Regions from separate parts of the Macaca mulatta genome. Here region 2 is linked to region 1. Evidence: chromatin contacts called from public Hi-C data. All regions are on one chromosome and are shown on one strand. Each heading gives the region's core, a stretch centred on a gene start, on an enhancer-like site or on the middle of the called end of the contact. The rest is flanking DNA. Distances are from core to core; before and after follow the strand shown. Region 1 has its middle 55 kb from the start of PPP2R5C. Region 2 holds the start of PPP2R5C (protein phosphatase 2 regulatory subunit B'gamma).

Evidence for each region. Hi-C and Micro-C count contacts between places; a contact is called where the count stands out from the background.
Region 2: a contact with region 1 is called in a Hi-C map of blood, with 8 times the contacts expected there. The contact joins the promoter of PPP2R5C here to the enhancer-like site in region 1. A contact is called at or near these places in 4 of 14 Hi-C or Micro-C datasets (CD4 T cells, blood, cortical neurons and 1 more).

The regions. Positions count from the first base shown.
Region 1 is chr7:175,050,649-175,053,348 of T2T-MMU8v2.0, forward strand. No RefSeq gene overlaps it. Among named protein-coding and RNA genes, the nearest start is that of PPP2R5C, 55 kb to the right of the region's middle. Within about 2 kb of position 1,308, at least 23 of the 40 cell types and tissues checked have an H3K27ac peak or open chromatin away from gene starts, as enhancers often do. A contact at or near this core is called in CD4 T cells, blood and liver, where this site is marked.
Region 2 is chr7:175,105,803-175,108,502 of T2T-MMU8v2.0, forward strand. It overlaps PPP2R5C (protein phosphatase 2 regulatory subunit B'gamma), which reads left to right and starts at 1,330. Exons shown (of 15, transcript XM_015144500.3): 1 at 1,330-1,484. The coding sequence starts at 1,443.

The DNA of each region.
Region 1 (2,700 bases), core at 58-2,557:
GGACACGGGCGAGCTCCCGCTGAGCCGCACTTCCTGGGCGAGGCCGCCGCAGGCAGCGCTGGAGGCACGTGCGCCGAGGGCCTCCTCTTCCGCCCCAGCTTGACATGCAGCCCTGGGTGGGGTGAAAAGCTGCTGGCGCCGGATTCCTGCCCCAAACTCCCTTCAGGAAGAAATTCAGGAGGCCCAGGCCGAGAGAGGAGGCTCCCCGGCAAAAAGGGAAGGACTGGGCAGCGGCAGCAGGAACCACGGCCCGAGGGGTGAGAGCTTCTGGGCTCTGAGAGCCTGACCCTGACTTCCCTTTGCCAGTGAACACGACCTCTCCAGGTCCGATTCCTCCACCGCAGAACGGAGGGCATGGTGCTGGCAGGAGGTTGTACCGACCTCAAGGCCATCTCGAGGGCTCAAGGAAACGCCTACCACGCATGGCCCTTGGACAGAGCTGGTAAATATTGGCTGTCACTGAGTTCAAGGCCGCAGGGAACATGGCAGAGTGGCCCAGGTGTCAGCACAGGCCTTGTGCATGAGGAAGCGCTGGGGGAAGGGAAGACCTCTCCACCCCCTGGGACAGGACTCCGGAAGTCCCGCCCAAATTCCCCTCCAGCTCCCCCTCTAACCTAAGCCCCGGGTGCTGTGCCATATCCCCAGCACCCAGCACAGTGCCTGGCGCACAGAATGACTGCCCACAGGGGCAGGGGCTGCAGAGAACCGCAGGGATACAGCCGACCTGCAGGCCCGGTAACAACTAGGTTTTTAAAATCCAGAATGAGGCCCTGCCGTTCACATGGAGGCATGAGGGTTGGGTCTGGCGCCACACGCACACGCACACGCACACACACGCACACGCACACACACGCACACAAAACAGGGTCTGTCGTCTCCGTTTCGAAGGCCCCGAATCCCTGGCAGTCCTCAGCCCAGCTGCAGCAGGGACCAGCTTCCTTAGCTGAACGATGATCCCCCTCGAGGCATCAGAGACAGGAGCTAGTTCTGAAGAGTCCGGGACAGGTGTAGTGAAGATGCCTGTCCAGTGAAATCCTCCCCTTTAATGAGGAGGCTGCCTACCACAGGGGCCAAGGAACTGAAACGGAGCAAGAAGGGGCCCCAGGCAATTCACCACCAGCAGGGCCTGTGAGTCCTTGAGCCCCGCGTAAAAAATTGAGCTGGGCGTAATCTAAGGTGTAATTGTACCATTTGGCCGCCAGAGGGCGCTCAATCATCATCTTTGCTTTTAGTATCTCAAATTACGCAGCAGAAAACTTCCTGCGCATTCAGCACATGCAAGCCACTGTTGGGTGTTTCTTGCGTCAGCTCAATTCTCACAACCAACCATGAAGTATTTGTTGTTGCCCTTACACAGCCGAGAATCTGAGGTTCAGAGTATTTGAGTAACTTGCCTGAGGTCACACAGCAGTAACTCTTAGAAGCAGGACCGAGCCCAGGTCTTGTCTCCAGAGGCTGCACTGTGCACCCCCATACTGCTTCCTGTTGGACCTGTATGATACTGCATGCATTTAAGTTCATGTTCTAGCAAAATATCTCCCTGTATAAGGTGCCAGACTTTAATTTGAAATGCTAGGGGCGCACACAGTGCAGCAGAGAGGAAAGTCCTCTGTTTTGTCCCAGAAGTTTGGGTCTGACCCTGTAGTAGGGTGTGCTTGTGCCAGCTCACGAGCAGACCATTACGGTGCGGGGTGCGTAGTAGGACCGACCCTCTGGGCTCCCTCATCCCCACCAGTGCTCACATGCTCCTGATCGCCGAGGACAGCCATCCTGGACCTCCCCAAGCCATCACGCAGGCCATCTGGGAAGGGAATACGCCCAGGAGCTCTGCCTCTGAGCTGTTGGAATTGCATGCCCCAGGGTGGGCTCGGAGAGAAGGGAAACACACAGCGTATTGTCCAGGTGAGTGAGGGGGTCCTGGGCCCGATATGGGGGCTGCTGTAGGGTTAGCTGAGAAAGGGCCTCATGGCTCCAGCCAAGGAGTCTTCCCTATTCACCCAAACCTGGAAGCTTCATGTGGTTCTGGAGACCCAGCTCTGAGAAGACACCAGCTCCAGTGGGCGGAGGCCACATTTGCATCCTCCGGCTTTGCAAAGTCCTGCCACATAGCAGTGGGCTCCGTAAATACTCAGAGGTAAAGAGAGGGTGAGAAAGAGAAAGGGAAGGATGAAGGGAGGGAGGTTCAGACAGAGGGTGGAAGGGCAAAGACCAGCAGAGTCCATCTGGGCCCCACAAGCGGATCCAGGGAGCTAGCATGAGGCGCGGCTTGTGGAGGAGGGTGAGTCTGGACAGCAGTGGGCCACCCGTTTAGGCTTTGTCCCGGGAGTCTGGGTCTGACCCTGTGCCAGCTCACAAGCAGACTGTTAACGTTTTCAGGAATTCTGCAGATCGCTGTTATGCACAGCCATTATTAAAGATTACAGTATATTCAAAAACAGGTAATACATACCCAAAACTTTCTAACATTTCACTATACTGTATTGTTTCCTCTGCCGTTTCCTCTGGGCGGTGCGTCTGCACAGTAGAGCCTGTGTGACGATGTGCCACTGATCTCTTCCCCACGGCATAGTCAGTGACTTCAGATTGGTAGTTTGAAATTGGCCATGACAGGCAGATTGACACCACGGAAACTGGCAAACACTGCCAATCAGGGCTTTTTATCCAGAGCAGTCGTTAAACATTTACACATAAGTGCACTAC
Region 2 (2,700 bases), core at 80-2,579, 55 kb after region 1:
CGCCTGTAATCCCAGCACTTTGGGAGGCCGAGGTGGGCAGATCACAAGGTCAGGAGATCGAGACCATGGTGAAACCCCGTCTCTACTAAAAATAGAAAAAATTAGCCGGGCGCAGGGGCGGGCGCCTGTAGTCCCAGCTACTCGGGAGGCTGAGGCAGGAGAATGGCGTGAACCCGGGAGGCGGAGCTTGCAGTGAGCCGAGATTGCGCCACTGCACTCCAGCCTGGGCGACAGAGCGAGACTCCGTCTCAAAAAAAAAAAAAAAAAAAAAAAAAAAATAGTTATCCAACAAATGTGGGTCGAATGAATGAATTGTATGCAACACCGGATCAGGAGCTATGATACAAGTATTTTGGTGGCATAGGCTTGTCTCAGAGAAGCCTCTAAGCCTCCCTAAGAGTTCATGGCCATAAACCAATAGTTTCAGAGCTACTCCTTTTTTGATATGGATATATCTTGGGCTTATTAAATTGAAAGCATATATTTTATTTTTAAAATGTTATTAAGTTAACTAGGGGCATCGCTCCATCCTCAAAATTGTTTTGGAGACACCATTAACCCACCTAAATTATTAATTTTAAAAAAAGCCATTTATTCCACACAAATAGCTGTTTGAGGCTGTCCTGCTTACCTACAGATACTCGTCTAAGAGCCCATAGACATTCAGACACCCGCAAACACAACTTACTTTCTGGACCTCCCACAACATTCCTCACTTTAGATCTTTTTTTTCTTATCCCCTGTCTTTCAGCTTTCCCATTGCAGAACTGCTGAGAATAATCGAAAATGCTCTGCCTGGCAACTTCCAAGAACAAAACCCCAGGGACTAAGAGAACGCGATGATTTTTAAGCTGCCAGTTAAGATGTAGCTCCTTCATCATCACAGGTGAAGCACCAATGCCTCTCGCACGTGAAATCCGTACACTCCTAGTCTTACTACCTAATGCATTTCCGCAATCCGGGACGCCTGTCATTAGCGTCTCCAATAGTTGTGGGAACGAGGTGGACTGCGGAAGTACTGTATTAAAAAGTTAACGTTTTTCCCTGGGACACCCCCTCCTCACAGCTATTAACGAGGGGAGAGAAATCAGGTGACTCCCAGTCATCATGCAGAGGTTTCCTTACCATTTACGATCCAGTCAAATTAAAGAATAAAAATAAAATCCTATTGGCGCAGCGGCCACCAAGTGTTCGAGGCCTGGCCTCGGTGGGCGGGGCCGAGGCCGGAGGAGAGGGGCTGCACGAGTGGGCGTGACCTCGCGGAAGGAGCTGCGGAGGGCGGGGCCAACGGGGAGCCGCGGGGCTGTCGGGTGGGTGGGACCTCGCCGGAAGAGCTGCGGAGGGCGGGACCAACCAGGAAAGGGCGGGGCTGTCGGGTAGGCGGGACCTTACGAGAGAAACTGCGGAGGGCGGGACCAACTAGGGAGGGACGGGCCTGTCGGATGGGCGGGACCTCGAGGGAGGATCTACGGACGGTGGAGCTGGTGAGGGGAGGGGCTATTCAAGAGGAGGAGCTGGTCGAGGGGAGGGGCTGGTCGAGGGGAGGGGTTGGTCGAGGGGAGGGGTTGGTCGAGGGGAGGGGTTGGTCGAGGGGAGGGGTTGGTCGAGGGGAGGAGCCGGTCGAGAGGAGGGGCCGGTCGAGGGGAGGGGCCGGTCGGGGGGAGGGGCCGGTCGAGGGGAAGGGCTGGTCGAGGGGAGGGGAGGGGTTGGGGGCTGGTTGAGGGGAGGGGAGGGCAGGGAAGGGGAGGGGAGGGGAGAGGTTGGGGGCTGGTTGAGGGGAGGAGAGAGGAGGGGAGGGGAGGGGAGGGGTTGGGGGCTGGTTGAGGGGAGGAGAGGGAGGGAGGGGAGGAGAGGGAGGGAGGGGAGGAGAGGGAGGGAGGGGAGGAGAGGGAGGGAGGGGAGGAGAGGGAGGGAGGGGAGGAGAGGGAGGGAGGGGAGGAGAGGGAGGGAGGGGAGGGGAGGCGGGGCCTAGCGGGGTCCCGCGAAACAGCCGCTCTCTCGGTTCCCGGGCCTCTCTGTGCGCCTCAGTGCAAAGCGTGCGGGGCACTCTTGACTGCAGCGAGACCTGCGGCGGTGAGGGGGCGAGGCCAGGAGGCCGCGGTTCACGCCTCGCCGGCTGCAGAAGTTGTTGCCATACATTTCAAATGTGCATTTCCTACGTCTCACGCTCTGTCTTGCGCCTCCACAGCGGGCCACGGCCCTATCACCGCAATCGCAGCCACACGCTCCCTCCCCTGACTTGGCTCGGCTCTGCTCTGCGGCCAGGCCCGTGCCCTGAGGCCGCGGCCTGCCTTAGGCCGGCTCGCGGCGACTCGCGACGGAGAGCGCGGGTGTGAACGGGTCGCGCGGAGAGGGTGGGGGGAGCGGGGAGCGTTAGGGCACGTGGGGGCGCGTCGACCAATGGCAGGGCGCTGTTGAGGGCAGCGGGGCGGGCCCGGGCGCGGGGGCGGGGTGAGAGGCGAGCGGGCGGGGCGGGGCGGCCGGCCGGGGGTGGGGAGGGGCGGGGCGGGCCGGCCGGGGGAGGGGCGGAGAGACGCCGCCGCCGCTGCCGCCGCCGCCGCCGCCGCCGCCGCGGCTGCCGCAGCCTTTGGGAGCCTGGAAAAGGGGAAGCGAGAGCGAGCGAACGACTCAGTCCCCGGGCGGCGGCGGCGGCGGCGGCGGCGGCGGCGGCCGCGGGGGCGCGACGGCCGGGGTGGGGGC